Regions from separate parts of the Mus musculus genome. Here all the other regions are linked to region 6. The links are chromatin contacts, called in public HiChIP or PLAC-seq and promoter capture Hi-C maps. All regions are on one chromosome and are shown on one strand. The core of a region is the stretch at or near the end of the contact, and the rest is flanking DNA. Distances in the headings are between cores, read along the strand shown. Region 1 holds the start of Calu (calumenin). Region 2 holds the start of Smkr-ps (smal lysine rich protein 1, pseudogene). Region 3 holds the start of Impdh1 (inosine monophosphate dehydrogenase 1). Region 4 holds the start of Fam71f1 (family with sequence similarity 71, member F1). Region 5 holds the start of Ccdc136 (coiled-coil domain containing 136). Region 6 holds the start of Tspan33 (tetraspanin 33).

Region 1 (4,133 bases), core at 1,383-3,882, 350 kb before region 6:
TTATGGTTATGAAATCAAGCTGGCCAGAACCAAAACAAACAATTAAAAATATAATAGATTTGTTTTAAAACTCCAATTATAAATAATATGGTTCACAGAATACAAGTAACTGTAAACACAGGGATAAATATACAGTCAATCTAGAGTTGGTTGGTTTTTTGTTTTTAATTTTTGCTTGTTTAAATGCCCATTTCCTTCACTAGCTACTTTTATGCCACTGGGCCAGACAATGTTCTTGATTAGTGTGTGTGTGTGTGTGTGTGTGTGTGTGTGTGTGTGTGTGTTACTCTTAATATATGTCACATTGCGACAAATACAGAGGACTTAAAAATAGATCTGGACTATAATGGCCAGTAGATTTTAATGATATGATCCAGAAGTTGTCGTCTTAACAGCTTTAACAGGCTATTTCCCTCTCTTGAAGATTGCCCTCTGCCTACTACTCAGCCTCATCTACACCAGATGCTAGGAAGTGTTTCCTAGCAACATGGAGCATTAATAATATTCAGTAAGTACTATGTGTCCCTGCACCATGCACAAAATACAGTGCTTGGTCAACAGGGAAACAGTGGATGAGGGTGCAAAGAAAGCAGCTGCACTTTCAAACTGAACCTTCCTCAAGTCTTACTGGCTGATTAGACCCTCAGTGATGTGGTGAAGTCAGAACATTGCTAGTACATAGCCAAATTATTTTGGAACATATTTAACCTTCTTAATATCGATTTATTTAAGAACCTTTTACTTCTCTGTAACTGACCTAACAGCTTTATTAGGCAAGTCATGTGGACTGTAGAAACAAAACACTAATTTCCTTTGGAATGTATGGCTTAGCAGACCACTAGCTTTCACAACTCAAGAGCTAAGCGCATCATCAGATAATTTATCTGAGGGTTATACGGAAGGTTTTTTTTCACTTTGCTATAACCCATTCTCTGATGTTTCCATCAACGTAATTGAAAAGTAATTTTCTTTGTTCTATTACTATAAAAACTTCATCAAACTGTTACTACATTGGTACATGAAATCTGGGTTCCTAGTCATGGTCACTCACATTTGGCTCCATAATAAACTTTCTTTGAGATGAGAGTTGTATTTTGAGTTGGTGGTTTGGATGTTCCAAACAGTAATTGCACACTTTCCTTGTCTTAGGGCAAACTGATTTGCTTTATTGTCTTTCATGAACTTAGTCTTTGTTTTGACTGGACTTAAATTCTAGAGGCTTTGCTATTCATTTCATACATGTTGAAAATAAAGTAGCTCTCAGGCTGGTGAGATGGCTCAGTGGGTAAGAGCACCCGACTGCTCTTCCGAAGGTCCAGAGTTCAAATCCCAGCAACCACATGGTGGCTCACAATCATCCATAACAAGATCTGACTCCCTCTTCTGGAGTGTCTGAAGACAGCTACAGTGTATTTACATATAATAATAAATAAATCTTTAAAAAAAAGAAAGAAAATAAAGTAGCTCTCAATGAATACATGTTTTAATTTCATGGCATTGAGTAGGTGATGGGTTTACTAAGGTTATATAGTTCAGTGGTAGAATGGACAACTAGAATCCTGCACAGAGTCTGGGTTCAAACTCTCCTGTCCCCCGCCCCTCCAAACAAACAAACAAAAAAACAAATTGCTAATTTCCTATGTTTCTTTTAAATCAGGGGCCTTCAACGCAACGGGTTTCTTCCATTCAGTTTCTTCTATTCAGTTCACTTAGTATTGCTGAGAATTTCCTTGGACCTGGGCTGTAAGCTGGGAGCTCCTGATGTGTAAGTCAGGCAGATCTTATTTTGGCACTTGGTCTAATCGAAGACATAAGGACAAGCACCGTTATTAAACAATATCTGGCTGCGTACTGAAAATGCAAACTGCCAGGAAAGCACATGCGTATTATCTGTTTACTGACCAGGAAAGATTCCTAAAACTAACACCTTAACTGAGCACTGGCAACTTCACGACTACAGCTTCCCCTAAGACATTCCAGGATGACAACCTGTTTCATGACTGATGGCTTTCAGTAGCTGAAAAATCGAGAAAACATACTTCAGGCAGAGGAAGCCGCTTTGTGGACAAAGACCACATGGGTGTAAAATGTAAGGCTGTAAGGCTGTTAGGGGAGGCCGGGATCATGATGGTTTAGGCAGAGATGCGAAAGAGCATGGTGGGTGAGAATCGAAGCTGAAAGGTGCGTGTTGGCGGGGCGGAGAGCTGCTCAGTAGATCTGACTCTAGAGCCAGAAGTTGGGCTCATTCGCAGTGGGTGGTGACGTTACAGCGGGACTATTCCGGCCCCAGGGGCTTGGAGGCAGGAAGAAAGCCATCGGAATTACACTAGAAGCCTAGGGAATCAGGGTTGCCTGCCGTAAATGAGGTCGTTGCGGTCAGTGGGCCAAGGTCAGCGAGCCGCGCCCACACACCCAAGAGCAAGGAGCTGGGACTCAGAGTCCCCACGGGCTGGGCAACCCGAGCTGGGCGGGAATCCGGTCCACGCAACTCGGCGCGCTCGCGGGGACGTGGCGATTTCCAGCCAATCCCGGCCACGCGATTGTGAGACCAATGGCCGTACGAAGAAGCCATACGTCAGCAGTGATCGTGCCGGGGATTGGTGTGAAGACCCCCGACAAGTCGGATGGGGGCGGGGCCATTAACCACTTCCGGTTGGGCGGTGCTTGTGCGCGGGAGCTCACTCCCTGGGTGAGCCGCAGCCACGGTATCCTGCGGCGTGGAGCTCCCGGGAAAGGTAAGTTCTGTGGTGCTGGGTGGGTCCTGGTTCGCTCTTATTCTGTCCGTCGGCCCTGTTCCCCATTCGTAGTGGGTGTCCTCACTCCGGTCTCAGTGCACCGGGATGGGCCCGAGGCTCCACTCTGGCCCTCAGAGTGCGGTCCCCGACTTGCTGTCCCGCAGCTCTGCGGAAAGGGTTGTAGCTCCCGGGCCCTGCGCCCTCCTGGGCACCGTTTTTGTGCCTGGTTTCGCGCGTCCTTGATCTCCTCCCCGGGTTCCTCCACTCAGTGTCCCTGGGACTAGAGGGTCACTTTTGTTTGTTTCCTGAAGGTCGGAGAGAATTGGGTAGAGAGTTTTAGTATCCGCTCCCTGCCACCTCGCCGGACTCTTGGGAGCTGCCACCCCGCCCCAAGGCCACATCCCGAGAATTGAGTTGCAAGTGCCAAGAAAGAAAGTGTTAGCTGTCTTACAGGGTGTAGGAACATGGAGAACAAAACGATTGAAAACATAATGTCATTATTTTTAAAACTTCTTGTTAATTAGAAAAGAACGTCGCAGTTTTCTATGTTTGGCTGGATATTGTCATTAATGGAAATAGTTTTCACGTGTTAATTAGGGAGTTAATTACCTTTAAGTAATCACGGGTTTTTTGCTTGTCATTCCCAAGTGTTCTGATTTTTGATATGCTGTATACAGAAGTGAGCTTAATTTTAATTCGCGATAGTTGCTGTAATTAAGAGTGGTTTGCATTTTGTAAAGTTCCTTTTGCATGAGTGGGAAAGATCAGTGGATCTGCTAAGACTTTTGGTTCTTTGATCGAAATTCCTAAGCGTTCAAAGCCTTGGAACAGGGTTTTTTAAGAATTGCATTCACTTCCTGTCATGAACCATCAAGTCAGCATTAATAAGTTGGGAATGATAGCGCTCCAGTTTAATTTAACATGAAGGTAGAGTGACCTGGAGTGGCTGATAATTATTCTTTGCTATACCTGAAAGCTGACCCAGGAGAAGTATATATTTGACCTCATTCAGTTAGATTTAAGTATCGAGCAATAGTCACTGCTAAAGAACTTGTGTTCTTCTGTCCAAATGTGGGACCAGAGAGAACCTATTACTTGTGTGTAAGATACCTATTACTATTACTATGTCTGTCTGGTCCGACTATGAGTTTGGCAGTGTTTCAGGGGTCTCCAACAGGATATTTTGAAGATTCAAAAGGAATCATGAGCTCATAAAAAATATAAAGTATGTGTGTATTCTTCTCAATGTCATTCTCAATCATGGTTGGGCGCCATTCATATAGTGATATGTTAATTGATGTGTTATATCATTGCTTCAGTACAGGAGACTAATATGTTAGTATTAGCTTAATTTTTTTTTGTAACATAGATGTGCCAGGGATGTTTCCGGAATAGCCA
Region 2 (4,423 bases), core at 692-3,191, 290 kb after region 6:
GTCTGTCTGAGTCACTCTTCCATGGCTGTGAAGAGACACCATGACCAACTTATAGAACAAAGCATTTACAAACTTTTTCTTTCTGGCCTCGCTCTGCTCTGGCCCTGCTCGCTCCTGCCACGCTTCTCTCCCCACCCCCACCTCGCTCAGGCATTTATTGGGGGGCTTGCTTACAAATTCAGAGGGTGAGCCCATGACCATTATGATGTAGAGCATCGCAGCAGGCAGGTAACCATGACACTGGAGCAGGAGCTGAGGGCTTACATCTTATCCATAAGTTTGAGGGAGGGGAGGGAGGGGAGGGAGGGATGGGTCTGGCACAGACTTTTGAAACTGCCAAAGCCCTCCTCCAGTGACACACCTCCTCCAGCAAGGCCACACCTCTTCATTCTTCCCAAACAGTTCCACCAACCAGGGACCAAATATTCATATATATGTGCCTGTGGGGACTGTTATCATTCAAAACACCCCATTGTCACTCCCAACGCAATGAAGTCTTCTAAACCTTGTATGTAGTCAAGAACCCACTTCACCATGGTACCACCATCACAAGTTGTTGATCAGGAAAAAAAAAAAGGAACAAATTTTGAAATGATCCCAGTAGAGATTAACCTTGGAAAGCTGCAAACAAAACAAAGCAAAACAAAACATTGAGATACAGGCAGGGAAAGGGGCTCACTCCCAATCCTTGGATTAGAAGCCAGTCCACAAAGGAGAAAACACAGAGTTTGCCATATCAAGGGATATATAAATCATGATAAAATTGCCAGACAAAACACAGTCTTGTCAGTGAAAACTCCAAAGGACATAAAGACTTGATTTTGAAAGTCATTTCACTAACCAGGCTGGAGAAAAGCTAGCAAAACCTACTATAGCATGTAAGGTCTTTTCAGGATTTTAACCTGCTTCTTGGTTCACCTGCCTCCTGCCCTGGGTTTACCATATCCGGCCCATGATTTGGACTGTTCCTGGTCGTTTGGGTTTTTTTGTTTGTTTTGTTTTGTAACGTTTATTTGTTTTTATTTTTTTGTGTGGTGAGTGTTTTGTCTGCATGTGTATCAGTGCACTGTATAGTGAGCTGCCTGGTGCCTGTGGAGGTCAGAAGAGGGCGCTGGATCCCTGGGACTGGATGGTTGTGAACAGCCCTGTGGGTGCTGAGAGCCCAACCTGGGTCCTCTGCAAAAGCAAGTGCTCTTTACCACTGAGCCAACTCTGCACCTATCACTTTTAACTGTGGCCAGCGCTTGCAATTCATACCCTTCCTCTTTGCTGTGTTCCCATCTTCCTCCTCCAACCTTTTTAGTTCAAGAACCTTGGCTCATATTGGGCACTGAATTCCCATGGCAAGCGGGAGTCAGGCACGCGACAGATATACAATATCCGCTTACTGAATAAAATGGAATGGCAAGTTCTAAAAAAATAAAAAAAATAAAAAAAAAACAATTGGAGTTATGCCCCCAAACGCATTCCCTTTCTGGGAGAAAAGGATGGACTCACAAGGTTAGAAGCTAATCCCACCCATAATGTACGAACCCTGCCCACTTTCCTCTCCTGAGGCCTGTACTAGACTCTTACAGACATTTCTTCTGTTATTCTCACCTCGACCCTCAGAGACCTTATTCTTGTTTATCAGAAGAAGTGAAAGAGTTTCTGAAGATTTCAAGAGACTGATTTAGCTTACACTCTCTCTAGCCTTTCCTTCCCAAAGACAAAACTGCTGATCTTGGCGGCCCGCCCCTTCCCCTCATGCCCCGCCCAATCGCACTGCCGGAGACAAAACTTTGCAACTTTGCTCCCAGTTTGAGTTCTTAATCATCGTCACCTCCGCGTAAACCGAATCGGAACACACAAACTGAGCTCACAAGGGCTCCGCCCAGTGCGGCATGCCCCGCCCCGGTGCCCTAGCAACAAATAAACAGTTCGAGGTTCCGCGGGGTTTGTGCACTCGAAAGCGAGCTGTCCGGGTGCCGCCCCGAGTGGAGTGAGCCGAGCCTTGCTTACCAGCATCTGCGCCTCCGCACACCGCGAAGGCGCCCAATTGGAGGTGCGGCCACGGCCGGGGCAGGCGGCACAACGCCGGTGAGAGCGCTCGCGGAGGCTAGGGAAGCACCAGGATCGGGGCCGGAAGACTGCGACGCCGGGGTGGGGGAGTAGAGGTGGGGGGTATGGGGAAGAAATGTGGGGCCTGAATTTCGAGACTGGGGACTGGTGTCACAATCACCTCAGCTGAGATAGAAATGACCACGGAAATACCCATCTTAAAGTGGGAGGTTCGCAAGCGCTCGCCATAGCCCCAGTAAGCCTTTGAGACCTAGGTCTTTTGTCGTCCCCACCGGTACAGTTCAACCCAGCGTATAGTAGGAGGGCTCATTCTGAGACGGACTTAAGATGGACTTAAGATGACCTGCATCTGATGGACAGCAGCAGCAGATTCAGGCTGTACCCTTTCTGTGAAACTGGTTTTAGTCCCTTGGTTCTGTGGGGTAACTTTTTTCACTCCTAGAAGATGCTTTGGCGTTTGGGAAATAGAGGAAGATCAGCAACGAGGTTTGGATCCCCCCAAACTAAGTACACGCCAATAAGGGACTGTTCAGGCTGCCCTGAGATGTATGGTGGAATTCTTTACATGTAATAAAGTAAGGTTGGCCTTGGGAGGAGGGAGAGGTGTCCACACTGCATCTAACCCCACCCTACCCTAACCCTCCTCCTGCCGGTGCCGTCCTTCCCAGCCTCATTTTTCTTTCTAGAGTGGCTGTGGTTTTGTTGCCCCTGTCCGCAGCCCTCAGGGACACGCTGTTCTCTTCACTGTTGAACTTGCTGCTAAGCATGCACTGGGTAAAGGGGCCTCAACTTCTTGCACAATTATGGTATTACCATCTCTGCTTAAGGAAAAGTCTTCCCCGAACTAGACGGATGTTGCTCTCCTTGCACCTGCCCTATGGCTGCTACTAGTCTTTTTATCTCCTAGAGTAGAAATACCTCCTGGTCCCTCCTGTCCTGTAAGTACCCACAGCCCTTTGCACCACGCTTGAGGTGTCCTGCCTGTCTTGCTTTCCTTTAGCCTGCAGTTTGGGATGTGTTTAGTAAGCCTGCGGTTCTAATGTTTTCTTCTGGAACTAAGTATAGTATTAAGTAAAGGTGCCATCTCCTGACTTGTTTCTCGGCTTCTACTCTACTGCTCTTCTTTTTCCGGATCCAGGAAAATGAAGAATAACTTACAAAGCCCTCGAAACTAACGGCTTCTTCCGGCTCTTTGTATAAATGTCCAGCTTGTTAGTTTACAGAGGCTGAAGGCCAAAGCTGCTCTTCACTTGCTTTCCAGACCTGATCGCCCCTCCCCCTTTCCATCCCACCCTGCCCTACTCCCCATTTGCTTGTGGACAGCCACTCTGATCTTGGTTGGTCCCTTTATCTTTGCATAGCCTCTCCAACCGCAAAGTGTCTGTATTTATTTCTTCAGGTGGCTATGACCAAACACCTGAAACAACAGTTCAAGAGAAGGAGGGCTTATTCGGGGTCACACTCAGGTTTCCGTCTCACGTAGTGGAGAAGGCAGAGCTTAGGGCAGCGGAGAGTCCAACAGGGAAGGTCAGAAAGCAAAGAGGGTAGGGCCAGGTGAGACCCACCCCTAAAGACCTACTTCTGCTACCTAGTTCTACCCCCCTAAAGTCTCCTCAAGGCCCTCTTGGGAATAAACAATCAACATGTGAACCTGTTAGAGACATTTCATATTTGAACCAACACACCCATCTGATTGTAATTCATTATTCATTTAGCAAATGGTTCATCCATTCGGTGTGCCAAATAATAGTTTAGGCTAAGGAATTCAGTGGTAAACTCACAAACCAACCCTCTGGGTTCCTCTCAGTTACTATTAATTATTAATCACTATTAAGTAGTTGGAATGGTTTTAATGAGACTATCCTCCATAGACACAGATATTTGAACCCTTGGTCCCCAGTTGGAGCACTATTTAGGGAGGTGGTTGCAGCTCTGGAGGAAGTCTGTCGCTGATGGGGTGTGGGGAGTGCCCTGAGATCTCCCAGACTCCCCTCCCACTTCACTCTCTGCTTCCTGCCCCGGCCACGCCTCCTCAGTAGGAAGTCTGTCTCTGTAGGGCAAAAGTGAGCTCCTCCATAAATTGGTTTTGGTCATAGTGTTTTATCACAGCCAAAGAAAAGTAACCATATATAGTAGTTAAAAACAACAAACAACAAACCCTAGGGTGAGGGGCCAGAGAATGATATTTCAAGGCAAAGGCCTTGTGGGTAGTGTCTTAGTCAGGGTTTCTATTGCTGCACAAACATCATGACCAAGAAGCAAGTTGGGGAGGAAAGGGTTTATTCAGCTTACACTTCCATACTGCTGTTCATCACCAAAAGAAGTCAGGACTGGAACTCAAGCAGGTCAGGAAGCAGGAGCT
Region 3 (4,030 bases), core at 1,288-3,787, 480 kb before region 6:
CGAGTCCTTGGCAAAGCAGGGATTGGTATCTGCTTGCCAGGGATCCTCTCGGGTTCTCCAGCACTCAGGGCTTCATTCTAGAAGCCCAGGCCATACGGGGAGCCAGCACTAGAACCTCTTGCTTGTTACTTATAGTCAGAACAGTGAGACTAGCCAGAAGACACACCCTGGTTATTCTGAACCACCCTTCCTAGACACAGAAGAAATAGCCACCATATCAATCATAGGCTCTGAGCATGGCCTGTCCCAGTGGTCTCTCTGGGTTTCTAAGGAGCCTACTCTGGGTCACTATTCCCTACATCATGAGTCAAGACTGGCTCTGGTTCAGGGTTCAGCCAAGGCTGGTGGTGCCCAGAACAGCTAGAACCCATCACCTCAGGTAACTTTAATGTGTCATCTGCCCCAGCCTAGGACTTTGGGTCCCAAGAGAGGAGACTGGCAGCTATGGGGAGGGTCACCTTCCCAGTGATTACAGACTTCAGGGCCCCATTCTCCCTCCTGCTTTGACCTATGTCAGAGCTCTTTATTACTCTAAGCTGCTGGGCTCAAGGCTGGGTTAGGCTGTCCTTTTCTAGAGACTTAATCCATCCCCCTGGCTTCCCCCCTCCCTCTTCCTGCAATTCCCCAGCTGCTTCCTCCACAGGGAGGAGACACCAGGCAACCAGTGGGCCTCTTTAACGCAAGGAAGGGCAGCTGGTCCCCTGAGACTCCCCTCCTCACAGCTTCAAGGGCAGGGGGCAGGCCTAAGGCAGCTGCTCAGGGGAATAGGGGAATAGTGTCCACCAGGGCACTAAAGTTCAGGCAAGCAGTCCAGAGGACTCTATCTGATCTGAGGTTGTTTAGAGGAACAAGATTTCAAAACAACACTTTTAGGGGGGAAAAGGTAAAGACAACATTAGCATTGTTATGCCGGGATAAATAGGCAGGGCTCACCCAAGTTCAAGCCAGAGAGACCAGTAATGCTGCTGGACTGAAGCCTAGGGCTTCTCAGAGAACCCTTGCCTTTTCCTACACCTTCATTCAGGTTGGTGGAGGCAGATAGAGGTCTTAGCTGGCAGGTTTTGGATTTTATACTGGCCTGGCTGGGGTCCAAGTTTACACAGGCCATTCTGAGCCTAAGTGGGGGGCGGGAAGTGTGGGGTTGGCACTGTCCCTTTGATGCAGCAGTACATCTGAAAAAGAGATGCACCTGCCTGAACTCTGAGATTCTACAGTCCTAGTTTCCTTCGAGCTCACAAGTACCGTGGCCCGCTTCCTCCCATATAGTGGCACCTCTCTAAAACCCCAAGCCCTCCAAACTAGATTTCTATTATAGAAAAACGGATGGCAGGTTGCTTAAGCCTAAGTCAGTTCTAAAGAGACAGCCAGCAACGGCAGGAGGGGCTGGGCTTCGTAGCCCCAAAAGCCGTTAAAAGTTCTTACATAAGCGGCCAAACCCTGGGCAGAAGAACTACCTGGCTAATTCCCCAGACCACCCTCCCCTCAAAACCCAGCTGCCAGATCACCTCCCCAAGCTGCTGAGCACCAGCAGATGGGGTAGAGAAAGAAGTCCAAATCCCCTGGACCGGAAGGACAGTAGGATTGCATTTCAAACTGCGATACAATCCAGAGATTAGCCGCTGTCTCTTTTTTCAGCTCGTTCCCTTGAGGCCCAGTTCACTGCCCCAACTCTTTCTCCAGGGACCCTCATTCATTGCCTTTCAGACCCCCTGCATTGGGGTACAAGTCTTTCCAAGGAGTGAACAGCAGCCGCCTCACTGGATCTCAGTGCCTGGTGAGAAAGTGCAAGTACCTTCCCCTAGTCCTAGGGAGACACTCAATCCGGACACCCACACCTATTGAATACATTCTAGGAAGAAGAAAGCTGAGGAGAAAGCGCCGTTGGACCGGGACTCCAACAAGCACTTTTTGTACCCCAGAGGTCGGAGCCACTTGTACCAAGCGTCGCTGAGTGTGTAGTATAGGTCGGATCTTAGATAAAATGTTAGGGAGCGATATTACAACCTGCGCCCTCTCTCCAGCTCCCCGGAGTAACGCGGCACTGAACTGTTTGCACAGTGCCCGCCTGCATCCGCCAGCCAAGAGTCAGGTGTATGACAGTCTAACTGCGTCTGGGGAAGTGCAATGGCAGTAGAGGGGACCTGCCTCTGGCCTCCCCCGCAGCGCTACCCGGTCTCCCGGCGTTGCCGCGCCCTTCTCTGCCGCCCGCCCCGGATGCGCCCGCGCGCCTTGCCCTGGGCGTCACCTCTCCGGCTCGTAGCCGGCCTGCAGCAGGCGGGCGCTGTACCGCTGCGCCGCGGTCTCATGTCCCGGGTGTTGCCGGGCTCCGGGCTCTGGAGCGGCAGCCGCTCCACCTCCCTGCAGCAGCGGCGAGAGCAGCCCGGACTCCGGTGGGGGTGAGAGCGGTTCCTCCATGCCATGCGGAGGCCGCAGCTCTAGGCGGCGGGAGCCTCTCCGCGTGGAGGCTCCCGAACCGGCGTAGGCAATAAGAGCCCCAGTCCGCTCCCGGAGGGAGCGGGGTAGTGGGCGGGGTCTACTGGAAGGGGCGGGGCTGGTTGTTGGGAGGCGGGGCTCTGGAAGAGCTGGTTTGGGGTCCTGGAGTCCATAGGGCTCCGCCCTTGGCACTACGCTCTGTTCCGCCCCCATGAGACGCCACTCAGGCTGAAAAGTAAGCAGATGAGCAGATGGTGAGGTGGAGCGAGGTTTGTGTTCTTCAAGGACCCAACTGAAGAGGACCCTCCGCTGTACCCTGTGTCGTGCACCTTCGAGTTTCTCCTGGTTTCATCTGAGGAAAAGGAGCGCAAACACCAGGGTAATGAACTATTATTGCATGGCCTCTTGGAGTGCTTCCAGTCCTGGGCAAGAGAGGTGGGACACTCCAGCAAGCCCTACCTATTCAACAACCCTCACCATTTCTTTATACTGCTACCCAGGGAAGACAAACAGGCTACTAGCTCCTGAAGGAAAAGACCCTAGTCTTGCCCTGCTTATAGTCTTCCTTTACAGGGAAGTAGGGCTGAGCACACACGCACTAACTCGCATTTGCTCATCTGCTGCCTAGAAAACACTTTCTATTTCAGCTTTGTTACTATTGTCAGCTTTCATAAAGCAACTCTCTGGGAAAGCAAGAAGAGTTACTGCCTTCGGGCAATTTGTTCGAGGAGGCCGAGTAGATAGAAAACAAACAACTGACAATTCTTACACTGAATACTTTTTTTTTTTTTTTAACATCTGACGATCTCAGGAATAAATAATAGACGCTTGGTGATCTGGGGCTGTTAAGATGGCTCAGTGATTAAGAGCACGGGTTGCTTTTCCATAGGACCCTGGTTCAATTCCTAGCACCCATATGGCAGCTTACAACTGTCAGGTTGTAACAGGTGATTCGTTGCCTTCTTCTGGGTTCTACAGGCACTGCATGAACATGCTGCACAGATATACATGTAGAAAGACACCTACACACATAAAATAAATAAAGTTGGATGATCTGCTGGCACTAAGATCCATTTCAAGAACCCAAAATTATGGTCTTTGTGTTGGCTAGTTTGATGTCAACTTGACAGAAGTTAACTCTGCCCTTGGTACCAGACTCTGTCGTGGGCACACACCCCTCCCCCCATCTGAACCAAGTAAATGTCAATTGAGAAAATGATAAAATGACTAAGATCAGGCTGTAGAGCATTTGCTTAGTGGTTGGGAGGCCCCAGCCTACTGTGGGTGGTGCCATCCCTGGGCAGGTGGTCCTGGGTTCTATAAGAAAGTAAGCTGAGCAAGCCATGAAGATCATGGCACCTCCCCATGGCCTCTGCATCAGTCAGTTTCTGCTTCCAGATTCCAGCCCTGTGCCGGGCGTGGTGGCGCACGCCTTTAATCCCAGCACTCGGGAGGCAGAGGCAGGCGGATTTCTGAGTTCAAGGCCAGCCTGGTCTACAAAGTGAGCTCCAGGACAGCCAGGGCTATACAGAGAAACCCTATCTCGAAAAAAAACCAAAAAAAAAAAAAAAAAAAAAAAAAAAAAAAAGATTCCATT
Region 4 (4,413 bases), core at 1,552-4,051, 380 kb before region 6:
AGAGAGCCTGTAATTAACTTTATTTCCTTATCGCCTAGAACTATAGGGAAATAGTGCTGTCATTTGCTGTAAAGTCTTTCCTGAAGAGTGAGCAGGAATTTTATTATTAGTAACACCAGCCTGACTCAGGTTTGACTCCATCTAATTTTAAATATCCAAATTTGGGTTGTGGGGATGGTTCAGCAGGTGAAGAAAGGTGCTTGCTGCAGAGGCTCAATCCCTGGGCTCCACATGGTGGCAGAGGAGAGTGCCTTGCCCTCTACTTGCACACTACAGCAGCACCCCATGTTTATACCTACATGCAAATGAATAAATACATTAAAAATATTCCTAATTTTTTTCGTAAAATTTCACAACTCAGCACTGGAATGAAAGTTTTATTTTGGGAGAGGAAGGGCGGGGTTAGGGAGGGAGGTGGTCATGGAAGAGGGTGTGCCTTCTCCTTACAATGGTTCCTCACAAAAAGTTCACTTGAGCTTATGTCTGTAATAGACTAGTCACATGGCTTTACCTAGCTGCAAAGGAAGCCACACAATGTACTCTATTCCAGATGGCCTATGCCCAAGTAAATTTCAGTAATTCTACACTAAAGAAATGGTTATCAAATGGATATGTACATGTCCAGAAGAATTTTTGTTGTTTTTTGGTTCTGTTTTGTTTTGCTTTGCTTTTCAAGACATGGTTTGGTTTCTCTGTGTACTCTTGGCTACCCTAGAACTTACTCTGTAGACCAGGCTAACCTTGAACTTACAGAGGTTCTCTCCTGCCTCTGCCTCCCAAGTGCTGGAATTAAAAGCATGTGCCACCACTGCCCTGCCAAGAAAAAAGTGTTTAATATTGAGGTTATTTTTTTGGTCTTTCTATTTTCTTCCCTTCTTTTCATAATTGTAGACAATATTGTGCTTAACAGAAAAAAATCAGAGAAGTATTAGGGTTTGCAAGCATCTGTTAAATAGTTATTAAAATGATTCAAAGCGCTGAGGGTGGAAGGCTAGTGAGAACATGGAGGGAAGTGCTTCAGTGCTAACTGAAAAAGGAGCACAGCTTTTTAATGGCTATTACTTTTATACCACGGTTTTTCAGTTCCTAGGGGAATGCAAACCACAGGGTGTGGTGTATGACCCTATCCTTAAAGAATCTTACCATGGGGGGTGGGGGACATTTTTCCCCACATAGTAAGCAAAAGAAAATGAGGAATGTGAGTTAGACATTTCACTGCTACTCTGGGAGTTGTGACAAGGGTTTGGATAGGTGTAGCCTTGTGGCTGTGGAAGAGGGCTGGCAGAACAAGACTGGGAAAGCCTTGGGTCCCTCTGCCCCTCTCTGACTTTATGATGAAATGCAGGAATAACATCCAGCTCTGTCCTTTGCATATCTTTTTTCAAAACCATCTTTCTAAATTTATTGCATTCGACCTTGATGGTGACACATTAGCAAATCCTAGAATTGTGTTCAAGTTGGAATACCATTTCTCCTTACATTGACTCTGATTGGTGATCAGTCTGCTTGGTTCTTTGACCCACTCCACACCCAGGAATTTAGATTTTTTTTTTAATTTTTCTGGCTCTTGGGGAGATCCACTGTCACCGAGATGGGTGTGTAATGCTGCCCCTCCTAGCTGGTACCCATAGTCAGCCTTGTCGTCAGAAACTAATTATTGCTCCTGCTCCTTTAGTTTTGACCTCTGAAGGGAGAAAACTGCAGCTGCAACCAGCCAGCCATAGCAGCCAAAGAGCAGGCACTAGTAGCTCTCCTGGAAGCAGAAATGGTTCTTGCACGTAAGCCAGGGTGTGGGAGGTGGGGAGGAGGCTCACATGCTAAGTCAGGGGGTGAGGGAGTTGTATGTGTGTGTGTGTGGGGGGGTGATCACATCATGTGAGGCTCTGGAAATTAGTTTTGAATAGACATCAGCTTTTCATACTGTTTAGAATAGTTTACACTAAGAGAGTAAGGGAAGAGGCCAGCAAGATGGCTCCGTGGTGAGATGTCCCAGCAGATAAAGGTGTGTACTTACCGCCAAGCCGGATGGTCTGATAGGAGAGAATTTATTTTCATAAGTTGTCCTCTGATTTTCACATGCACTGTGGCACACTTGCACCCATTTGTACACACACACACACACACACACACACACACACACCAATCAACCAATCAACCAAATGTAAAGAGGGGAGTATGAACTACATCCTGCACACTCATGAACTCAGGAGGTTCAGGCGTAATACAACAAGTTCAAGACCTGTGTAGGCTGGGGATATAGTTTGGTAGGGCTCATTCTGCATGTATGGGTCCCTGGGTTTAATCCTCAGTAACACACAAACACACACACACCACCACCACCACCACCACCACTACTACCACCACCACTACCACCACCACCACCACACCACCACACACACACACACACACACACACACACACACACACACACACACACGAGAGAGAGAGAGAGAGAGAGAGAGAGAGAGAGAGAGAGAGAGAGAGAGAGAGAGAGAGGGAGAGAGAGAGAGAGAGAGACAGGAAGGGCCTTTCTTCTGGGCAGCGGCGGAAGCATCCTAACAGTCCTTGCTTCCTGCCTGCCTCAGGGTTTCCCAGCAAGTTCCGTGAATGCTCCAAGGGGGCCCTGAGAAGGATGTGGGATGTCAGTAAGTGCAGCCATGAGCATCACTGGCCCAGGAGGAAATGGGAGGCTCCTCCTCATTCCCTTTCTTGCAGGCCTGCTGTGGTTTTTCATGATGTCATCCATTCATCATTGTGAGCTGACCGGCTGCCCCTTAGGCCTTGGCCAGCTGCCCATGATCAGAAGGGAAGAGACAGATCCCAGGACAACAGTGCAGAGGGCCCCTGAGCATGTGCAGACATGATGACATCAGTTCCACCTAGAAAGTCTTGGTGGACATCGAAGAAGACAGTAAAAGTGATAAGATCATATCCAACCTTCCCTTCCTTGAATGCCTGGGAGAAGTTCAGGGGCCTCTTGCCTGTGGATGGGGAAACGAACCCTGGAGTGGGCCTGGGAGTGGAGGAAGGACTACTCTGCCAGATGGTTCATTCTCCAGAATTCAATCTGTTTCCTAACTCCGTGGTGTTCGAAAGCAACTTTGTTCAGGTACTCTTGCATGTGATTCAGAACAGCGCGGCTTGATTCTTCTAAACCTGTTCCCAAGATGTAACCAGAAGAGTTACCCCTAGAACTGCAGTGGAGGGTAAACTGAGGCAGGAGAGCTAGCAGGCCTGAGACACAAGGCTGACCAGGGTTTCTCCTGTAGGTGTACACTCAGTGAGAAAGGTCCGGCATTCTTTGCTGAGTAGGGACTTAGGTATTGGAACTCCTAATTTATGCCATTCTCAGGTCTGTCACCTGAGGCCAAGTTAAGGCAGTCAGTATTGGTTGGCAAAGAATAGGACCTAGGGGCCCAGAGAAACCTGAGCTTAGAGTGCAGGCTCTGCTCACTGGTGGGGAGGTACCATTGTGCATGAAACCTGTACAAATCTGTTTAAACACAACAAGCGAGGTGCATGGTCTAGTGGGTGCTTGGTGTGTTTTCAATCTCCCTCTATCTCCTGACCTCCCCTTGGGCCAGACAGAACCTAGAAGAAATAGAAGGGCCATGAGGATGGGTGTTTTCTAAGCAAAGTGGGGAAGTTGTCAAGGGGAGATCCACAGACACGAAGTAGATGCTAAGGGAGTTCTGGGTGATTGTTCTTGCTCTTGCATTAATAGTGGGCCCTTTAAGTCCTATTGGAGAAATGCCAGCACTCAGGAGGCTGAGGCAGGAGGATGCCCTTGAGAATGAGACTAATCTGGGCTATAGAGTAAGACCTTTTTTTGTTTAAATATGATAATAAAATGATGATAGTAATAATAATAATAATTACTCAGAAGCCCTACTAAAGTTTTTAGACCAATACAGATTAAAACACATGTCTGAACACAGCAGTATCCCTCATTTCCAAGGGACATTTGGCAATGTCTGAGACATTTTCAGTTGTCAGAGTGGGAGTTTGCTATAAGCATCTCTGGAGACAGAGGCTAAGGACACTGCCAAACACTCCACAATACAGCCTAATCCTCCTCTCCCAAAGAAGCTAAGTGGTACCACAGCATGACTCTAATCCCAACACTTGGGAGGCAGAAGCAGGCAGATCTCTCTGGTCCTGCTATACATGTGAGTTCTCGGCCAGGCAGAGCTATCAAAAACAAAATTAGTGCTGAGTGAAGAAACCCGGCTAAAACATCTTGCTGCTTTTGCCAAATGTTCAGGCTGGGCCTGGGGGCTGCATTGCAGGTCAGAAGGAGCAGAAACTGGAAAGAAATCTATAAGGCTTCCAACACAATGGCCCTTGGGGTGACCTCCTCCGTACCTTGCCTTCCCCTTCCGAACATCCTCCTTATGGCCAGAGTCAAATGGC
Region 5 (3,945 bases), core at 412-2,911, 300 kb before region 6:
GAACACTTCCCTTTAGCTCCCCCCATGAGAGCTCATTTCATCATCTCTAAATATTGTACCTTGCTACCCAAGTCTGGCTTGATGATCTGCAAAATAGTAAGCTTGCCCGGAAGCTCTTCTCTGTGGCTGGATCACTGTAGCCATGGGTCTAAAGTGGGAGCTTGACCTCTGGGGAGAAGGTGAAAACAAATAATTCTTCATTTTTCTGATTATCAGGCTGGGGGTCGGGGGGAGGAATTACTACTGACTTCTGGACTTTTTTGTTTTGTTGGTTTTTGGTTTTTGAGACAGGGTTTCTCTGTGTAGCCTTGGCTGTCCTGGAACTAACTCGGTAGACCAGGCTGGCTTCTAAATCATATAGATCCGCCTGCCTCTGACTCCCAGGTGCTGGGATTAAAGGTGTGAGCCATCACTGCCTGGCAGACATCATTGTTAATAGGGAACGTGAGTTTAAATTCATGAGTTAAAAATCTGGGATAAATGATGAAGGCGTTGTTAACTTAGTCGGAAGCTCCATGTTACTCATTTACTCCATGAGTCAGGTACTTTGATACTGAAGATACAAAGATAACTAGGATACTTCCCAACCTTAACAGCAGGCAATACTCTGATGCTGCCCAGAGGGTCAGAAGAGCACAGCAGGAGAGTCTAAAAAAAGGAAGGGATGGGGTGTCTGGAGAGTAACTCTCAACACAATGCTGAAATTACTGATAAGCCTGAGATGTGCAGGGAATTGCTTCATTCCTGAGGAACATGGAGGGCTTGAGAGCCCAGTAGCCTGGGGAGTTGAACCCAGCCAAGCCATGCCCAAACTTTAGGAGTGAGAATACATGAGAAAGAACTGGTGTGAGGTACCAAGCTTAGAAATCTCTCCACGATTATAACTCGGGGAGCAGATTCCTGAGTATCCACTTCTGACCTAAATGAGACCTGCTGAGATGTCAAATCTGCCTCAAGACCAAGTTCATCTCTTGAATAAATAGATGAAAAGTTGAAAAAAAGCTTCGTGGTTTCCCACATTTCTTGTTACAGGGAACATCAATGATGCCCACACTGCACAGGTCACAGAGGGCGTGGCTCAAAGGGCTGGGAAGAAAGAGGGACTTGGTACACTGGGAGGAGAGCTCTGGCTGGGTGGGATTTCGGGGAAAGCAGTGATGTACCACCACCTAGCACTTGGCACATGCAGGTCTCAACTATCCGCCAGCCCTGCAGTAGCTCTGGGGCGCTTGAGGCTACCCGGAGGGATGGGTTCTGTGGACTGCGGGGATGGGGACGCTGGCTCTGTGTGGGAACCAAGGAAGTGCGCGTGTGTTTGCGCATCTGCAGGAAACAGTCCATCCCCCCCCACCCCCACCCCCCCCCCGGTTCTATCATCCGTCAAGACTAGCCCCTGAGGTCCCTAGGCGTGGCGGACCCAGGGTGGGTTCTGCAGCCAGAACCAAGCCATGCTAGCACTCCTTGGGCGCATCCTCAAGACCCGGTAGCTCACGTCCGCTTTTCAGGCGCAGCAGACCTGAAGCTGCCTCGGACGAGCCTGGGGCACTTTAGTGACGTGTTTTGAACCTCTTTTGCTGGTCCTCACTGGGTCTGGAGCCGGGGACTGGGGGAGGGTTTCCGGGCGGCCACAGGCGGGCACTCGCGTCAGGTGGCCAGGCCAGGCCCCGCCCTCTCGGCCCGCCCTCTCTCCTCCCTGCGCACCGGGCTCCCGGTCCCCGGCCCGGAGGCTGCGGCTTCTGCTCGGGAGGCGGCGGCGGCGGCGGGAGCAGCCATGGAGGCAGGCGGCGGGGCCGGCGCGGGAGCCGCGGGCTGGAGCTGCCCTGGCCCAGGTCAGAGCGGCCTCTCTCTCAGCTCCCTATGCTCCTTCCCCCTACGGCTCTCCTTCCTTCTGACCCCCAGGTGCTCCTGGTACTGAGTCGGCTCCCTTCACCCTGGCCTCCACCGGATACTGCTCTCCATCTTTCGACCTGGGTTGTCCCTTCCCAGCGGTCACTCCCCAAGCGCTCCCCAGTTAGTCTCTCCAGCCCGATTGTGTTTCCAGCTCACGAGGGGGGCGGGGGAGTTGTCTCTAGAGCCTGCACCCTTCTAGTTCATCAAAGCTCTTGACCACCGGGAGAGGGTGGGGTGGGCGAGGTTTGGTGAGGGAGGGAAGGGGAGAGAAAGAGAAACGGCCTAGTTTAGAGCCCCTTCTCTCCTCTCCTGAGCCGGCCACCCCTCCCTTCTCTGCTTTGCTATATAGGATCCTCCCAAAACCTTCTTTCCTAGTTCCCACCCTACCCCTCTTCTTATGCCCCAAGCTAAACAAACACTCACCCTCTTCTGTCTGAGCGAGGGAGAGGAGCCGGGAACAGGGGTGCTGAGGTTGGGCCGCGCCGGACTGGGGTCCCCTCCATAGGCATGAGAGGTGGCTGAGGGAATAGAATCACAGAGCTGGGCAGAGTGAGTCAGGCTTCTCCAGTGTGATTGCAAATTCCGGGGCTCCCATATAAGAATGCACGTCCCTTTCTTTCCCCTCAGCCCCAGGCCCCTCTATTCCTACAGTTCTTACTTTCTCCCGGCTCACAGGACCCACAGTAACCACTTTAGGCTCCTATGAGGTATCTGAGGGTTGTGAGAGGAAGAAAGGCCAACGCTGGGGGTCTCTGGAGCGCCGTGGGATGCAAGCTATGGACGGTGAGTTTTCTGAAAAAGGCTTTCTATCGCCCTACTCCGTAGCTCCCTTCTTCCTTCCCTGACCCCAGAACTCTGAGCCAGAACAGGGCCCTCCCCTCACTTCATCTCAGGCCCCTCCTCCCTGGTGGCTGAGCTCCAAGCCTCCCCTGGGCTCAGGCATTGTGGGAAGTTTGGGCACATCCCTTTGGGGCGCCAATCACCCAGCTAACCAGGTTGTGTGTCCCGGGAAGCTGCCAGACAGAGAGAGGCCCTGCTCAACCCAGCCTGGAAACAGGCTTTCGGCAGGGGGCTTGTTCTTCTCACTGCCTGCTGACCCAGATCCCAAGCTGTCTCTTATTTTTAAAAGCCAGGACATGGGCATGAGAACTGTCTATCTGATGCCACCACCGTCAACTCTGAATGGAACCCTGCAGCTTTAGTAAGAACGTGCTTAGGAGAGGGCTAGATGGAGTCTATTTCCCAACAGCACTCGCGTGTAACAGGGCAGGCAGTACCAACACATTATCCAGGACTTCTTGTGAAGTGTCCCCAGGCCCCTCTGTAGTTCAGCACAGGCCTTCCCTAGAGACTAGATGACATAAGGGGTCTCAGATGAACCGTATGCTGTTGGTGTTAGAAAAGGGAAGGAAGGCCAGAGACCCAGGATTAAAAACAAAGCAATCCCTACCAAGACAAGATTGCATTGCAGTGAAGAAGAAGAAGGAGAAAAAAAAGGTGTTCAGGAGTCTGAACATGAGGACCAGTACCAAATTAGTTTTTCAAATGTGTCAACAGGACTGGAGAGATGGCTTAGCAATTGATCAGTTCCCGGCACCCACATCGCAGCCCACAGCTGTCTGTGACTCCAGTCTTAGAAGCTCTAATACCCTCTTCTGACCTGAAAGGGCATTGCCCTCCCATGATGGACAGACACACATGCAGGGAGAGCACCCGTATGCAGTAAATAAATAAATGAGTGGTTTAGAAGAGTGTGTTAAGATGGCAGACTTTCTTTGAGATGAGTTCAGCCTGACAACTCTCAACATCAACTTGGGTCAGAAGGAAAGAGATGATCCTTGTGGTACCCAACAGGGAAACAACAGGTGTAGAAAAACCTCAAAAAGATATTTGACAACATGCATTTGAAAGGGTTCCAAAATGGATGCAGTAAACAACTCCGCCTAATGTTTCCTCTTCTATCTACAGACCAAGCCAGTGTTTTCTTATTATGAAACGGCTAATACCTTGCAAGCCACCTAGGTTGTTTTTCCCCCAAGCTTGCTTCATTTGGCC
Region 6 (4,090 bases), core at 222-2,721:
TAATCTGATCTCAAGTCCTTCTACAGCCTCCATTCAGTTGAACACATACTGCATTCTCAGGCACCGCTGCACCAAGCCGGGAAAAGTGATAGGCTTAGTTTCCACACAACACGCGGTTTGCTTTTATCTGTCCAAGCTTCGACACACCTTTTTGTGTCCACCTGGATTTCACGTCCCCACTGTCTCTAAAATCTCATCCTCCTCGTTTCTCCCGCCATGACACCTTCTGGTGCTCAACTTCTTCCAATTACATAATAGTTATTCATGCAGTTATTGTATTTCCACACTGGATTTTGAATCCTATTGAAACAAAATACCAGGGCTAGAGATATGGCTCAGTTATTAAGAGCACTTGTTGCTCTTACAGAGGACCAAAGTTCAGTTCCCAGCACTGACTTAAGGAGCTCACAAATCCCGGTAACTCCAGTTCCTGGGGATCTGACATCCTTTTCTGGCTTCCATCAGCACCTGTGTGCACAGTGGTACACACACACACACACACACACACACACACACTCACACACACACACATTTTAAAAGAATCTTTTAAAGGAGTGAAAGTACCACATTTTAGTGAGCCCCCTTATCAGCCATCTCCGTGTAAGTCATTTGCATGCACTAACAGATTCTTATTTGATCAATGCCTTACGCTGCAGTTTTCCCACTCAACGTTACAAAAAGTGTAGCTTGGGGAATCACGCTATTGATGGCAAAATCAGACTCCTCCCCAGGTTAAAATCGTACTTGTGTAGCTAGTACAATGTACACCACATTGTACTTGGGAGTCAATCTGTGCATATCCTATTAACATGCCAAACACAAAACAAAACAAAATTAAAAACAAAAAACCGGTGTCTCCACGTAAACAAACGTTCTGAGAGGGTTTGGATAGAGAGGTTGGACGGTAATGAGAGAAAAGGATGGTTTGAGAATTCCACTGTTAGGTTATGAGGCTTTTAAAACGAGCATTTAAAGTATTTGATTGCTAAGCAGGGGTATTTATTCTTCTCTTTCTGGTTGTTAGTACCTGTCATTTGTCACTCTGATTTTATTGTCTTGATCCCTGAGGATCAACCTTCTTTTCTATTCCCACAGCGTTTAACGAATTGCTCAACACACAAAGTGCGTACTTGTTGATTTTAACGTACGTGTGTTTGCGTGCGTGCACAGCAACTGGGCAGAGGACGTGGGTGTGGGATGCAGGAAACATTCCTTTTCCTCATTCTTTTTCCCTTAAGCAGCTGCAGCCTGCAGGCTTTCCGTCTAGGCGGGCAGAAGCAGAACCACTGACCCTTTAGCAAGTTGTCCCTCACAGAACAGGTGTCTCCCCCGCCTCTCGGAGGAGAGGGATGGCTGGCTGCTTAGTGACATGGGCCGCCGACCAATGAGAAGTCAGCCTCGGGCAGCCTCACCAATGGCCGTCCGGGGGGCGGGCCCGGTTTCCTGAGAGCCGGGCGGGCCAAGCTGGTCTGCGGCCGCGGTGGAGTCTCCGCTGCTCACGCTGCCCGCCGCGGCTTCAGCGGCGGCGCCGTTCCCTGGCCGCGCGGCTCCCCGACGCACGGTTCGGGCGGCTCCCGGCGCGGCGCGGCTGCCCCGGCGTTCGGGTCCCCGTGGCCCCGCGGCTCCCGCCCCGGGCTGCAGGGCGCACAGGTGGGCCGGTGGCCGCTGGGAGATAGGCCCCCCGGGGGCAGCGGCGGACCATGGCGCGGAGACCTGGCGTGCCGGCTGCCTACGGGGACGAGTTCTCCTTCGTCAGCCCGCTGGTGAAATACCTGCTCTTCTTCTTCAACATGCTCTTCTGGGTGAGATTCGGGGGGTCAGGGGGCACCCGGACTCTCGGGCATCTCTGGAGCGCCGAGGGGGCTGCCTGAGGCTGGGAGGTTTGGCCTGGGCTGCCCGGTGCCCAGGAGCGTGTCGAGTGGTGCTTCGTAGTTTTCTGAGCTGGTGACACTTGGGGGCATTTCTCCGGGGGAGGAAAACCACAGTGGCGCCGTGTCAAAAGGGGACGTTAAGAGGTGGGCAATCATCCTTGCTGCCAGGGATGAAGCTTTAGCAGGGATGAGGATCTGTGTCAGGCCATGAAATAAAAAGGGTTTGGGGAAAGAAAGAGCTGGCTGGACAGCCCCATGGGCATATTTCATGGTTAGGGACTTTCAGGCCTGGGGGCTGGAAGGCCCGACTGGCCATACGGGGCGCGGGGCGGGGGTGGAGGGAGAGAGAAGGAAGAGAAACCCCAAGCCTTCCTTCGCCCCAGTTCCTCAGGGGCTTGTGTCAAGGGACTATATCTGTCCCTTTTGCAGGCCTCGGGTGTCTGCTCCTGTCAGGGCTGAAAAGGGTTAAGAATGGTCTCCAGGTCCGATGTGTACCCCAGCATGGCCCTAAACTTTGCCCTACCTTCTTCAAGACCAGCTTCTCTACTTGGAGCTGACAGGCTTCAGATGATTCAAATAGGATTTTGTTGTTGTTGTTGTTGTTGTTGTTGGGCTGGAAGCTATGGCTCCTTTCAGAATCTTTTGTTTGGGGTGGAAAAGTGTAAACAATATTAACCCCGAGCTCCTGACACCTGGATTTCCGTCCCCTCTCTACCATCCTTATTGATTTGACTGATCTGGGTAAATATGTTCAAGTCCACAGGCCTGCCCTTCCTCCCAGCAAAAATCTAATGCAGTGTATTGGGGGATGGCAGGAGAGGGCTGAGAATTCAGGGGGAGGGGGAGCCCATTAGAGAATGCTAGCTGAGTCCTGTTTCATAGCCAGAGAGTGCGTGGGCCCCTCTGGATTTGATAACAAGGGGAAGTCCTTCCCCATCTCTCCATTCTTCTGCCAGCTTCTACTGCACCAAAGCTGCAGCCCAGAAGCCTATCATCTTTGCCTCTTTCAGCCTGAGACCAATAGTTCAGATTTGCCAGAGGGAATAATAGTGGGCCTGAACGGCCTCCTGGGAAAAGGCAGATCCAAGGCCACTGCTGGAAAGGTTTCACAGGGGCCCTGGTGTGAAGCACAGGCACAGGGTACATAAGTGCCAGCCTATTGGGACAAATGAGAGACATCCCAGAGGGTGGTGATGACGCTCACTCTCAGCCATTGTACTCTTGGGAAGATTGAAGTTTTGGGCTTCTGTCACAGTCTCGGTTTTGGAACTAGAAAATCCAGCAGTTGCTGAACTTCCACGGTTTTATACAGGAGAAAGTTAAATCGCAACAACAGTCAGGATTTTCACCCGTGGCACCAGCTGGTTAGCAGGCTTGGGCTGGTGATTTTCAATTGAGCCAGCATGTGTGTAGGGAAAGCCCGGGACTTGGATGGCTGCTACTGTGGCTGGGGTAACCAGTCAACCCAAGTTCTCTTGGCCTTACTTCTGCTTCCCTGGGAGATTTGAAAACAGCAAAAGCCCTCTCCACCACCCTGCAGGGCTGAGGGAATGTACTAAGGGGAACTCACCACAAAGGGGCAGGCACTAGTGAAACCACCTTCAGTGGGGCCTCACATGGGCTTCCCGGCCGAGGCCTTGCTCCTTTGGAGCCTCACTCTTACCTGCCCTCCTCAATGCCGGCAGCCAGTGCCTCTGTCACTCGTGTTCACGATCTCACAATCGCTTTCTTGGATTGTTTGCTTCCACCCTATGCCCTTTTATCAAACAAATAACTTTGGGAGGTTCACAGTCTGGAAGAGAGCCAAGCTCATAGGCCCATTTACCTTGGTGAAGAATGTAAACTATATAAATAAAATAATAATAATAAAACATCTTAAAGATGTAACCACAAACGCCTCATGAAGGCCTTTTGGCATCTGCACACATGGGTGACAAAATGCTCTCTCACCTGCTTGGAAAGCACTTGGATAAGCATGGTCCCGCCTAAAACCTAAAATAAGATAAAATAAAAAATGCTTTGTTTGAAATCAGAAGCTAGACATGTTGGTACTACCCCCAAATTAGAGCAGAACCCCCATTTTGAACCTACTACAGATGCAAAAATGTTGGTGGGTCTAGAAATAGTGTCTGGAAGGACAAGAGGCCCAGTTTCTTTCTGGCACCCACTTACTGTGTGACGCCAAGCCAACATATCCGACTCTCTGTCCTTAATCTTTT

What was found. Promoter capture Hi-C pulls out the DNA fragments that hold promoters and counts their contacts. HiChIP or PLAC-seq counts read pairs in DNA pulled down with a chosen protein or histone mark. Capture Hi-C pulls out chosen DNA fragments and counts their contacts.
Region 1: a promoter capture Hi-C map of pre-B cells shows a contact between it and region 6, with 2.8 times the contacts expected there. The contact joins the promoter of Calu here to the promoter of Tspan33 in region 6. A contact is called at or near these places in 4 of 39 promoter capture datasets (3T3-L1-derived adipocytes, the C10 cell line, embryonic stem cells and 1 more), 1 of 15 datasets of contacts at CTCF or cohesin (the NIH/3T3 cell line), 4 of 115 datasets of contacts at active chromatin or transcription factors (bone marrow-derived macrophages, cardiomyocytes, large pre-B cells and 1 more) and 3 of 9 other capture datasets (adipose tissue, liver and macrophages).
Region 2: an HNF4G HiChIP or PLAC-seq map of pancreatic cancer cells shows a contact between it and region 6. The contact joins the promoter of Smkr-ps here to the promoter of Tspan33 in region 6. A contact is called at or near these places in 1 of 39 promoter capture datasets (stem cell-derived epiblast-like cells) and 2 of 115 datasets of contacts at active chromatin or transcription factors (embryonic stem cells and pancreatic cancer cells).
Region 3: a promoter capture Hi-C map of pre-B cells shows a contact between it and region 6. The contact joins the promoter of Impdh1 here to the promoter of Tspan33 in region 6. A contact is called at or near these places in 9 of 39 promoter capture datasets (the 3T3-L1 cell line, 3T3-L1-derived adipocytes, the HPC-7 cell line and 4 more) and 2 of 115 datasets of contacts at active chromatin or transcription factors (bone marrow-derived macrophages and pancreatic cancer cells).
Region 4: a contact with region 6 is called in a promoter capture Hi-C map of stem cell-derived epiblast-like cells, with 2.2 times the contacts expected there. The contact joins the promoter of Fam71f1 here to the promoter of Tspan33 in region 6. A contact is called at or near these places in 8 of 39 promoter capture datasets (3T3-L1-derived adipocytes, cranial neural crest, embryonic stem cells and 4 more), 1 of 115 datasets of contacts at active chromatin or transcription factors (pancreatic cancer cells) and 1 of 9 other capture datasets (liver).
Region 5: a contact with region 6 is called in a promoter capture Hi-C map of adipose tissue. The contact joins the promoter of Ccdc136 here to the promoter of Tspan33 in region 6. A contact is called at or near these places in 13 of 39 promoter capture datasets (the 3T3-L1 cell line, 3T3-L1-derived adipocytes, the C10 cell line and 8 more), 1 of 15 datasets of contacts at CTCF or cohesin (the NIH/3T3 cell line), 2 of 484 Hi-C or Micro-C datasets (embryonic fibroblasts and embryonic stem cells), 2 of 115 datasets of contacts at active chromatin or transcription factors (the SCID.adh cell line and pancreatic cancer cells) and 4 of 9 other capture datasets (adipose tissue, embryonic stem cells, liver and 1 more).

The regions. Positions count from the first base shown.
Region 1 is chr6:29,345,474-29,349,606 of GRCm38.p6, forward strand. Calu (calumenin) reads left to right here and starts at 2,633. Exons shown (of 7, transcript NM_007594.4): 1 at 2,633-2,735.
Region 2 is chr6:29,983,388-29,987,810 of GRCm38.p6, forward strand. It overlaps Smkr-ps (smal lysine rich protein 1, pseudogene), which reads left to right and starts at 1,942. Exons shown (of 2, transcript NR_040264.1): 1 at 1,942-2,079.
Region 3 is chr6:29,213,827-29,217,856 of GRCm38.p6, forward strand. Impdh1 (inosine monophosphate dehydrogenase 1) reads right to left here and starts at 2,538. Exons shown (of 15, transcript NM_001302933.1): 1 at 2,246-2,538. The coding sequence starts at 2,415.
Region 4 is chr6:29,316,339-29,320,751 of GRCm38.p6, forward strand. Fam71f1 (family with sequence similarity 71, member F1) reads left to right here and starts at 2,802. Exons shown (of 7, transcript NM_001289663.1): 1 at 2,802-3,109; 2 at 4,290-4,413. The coding sequence starts at 2,861.
Region 5 is chr6:29,394,914-29,398,858 of GRCm38.p6, forward strand. Ccdc136 (coiled-coil domain containing 136) reads left to right here and starts at 1,662. Exons shown (of 18, transcript NM_001347071.1): 1 at 1,662-1,829; 2 at 2,566-2,673. The coding sequence starts at 1,772.
Region 6 is chr6:29,692,743-29,696,832 of GRCm38.p6, forward strand. Tspan33 (tetraspanin 33) reads left to right here and starts at 1,472. Exons shown (of 8, transcript NM_146173.3): 1 at 1,472-1,802. The coding sequence starts at 1,701.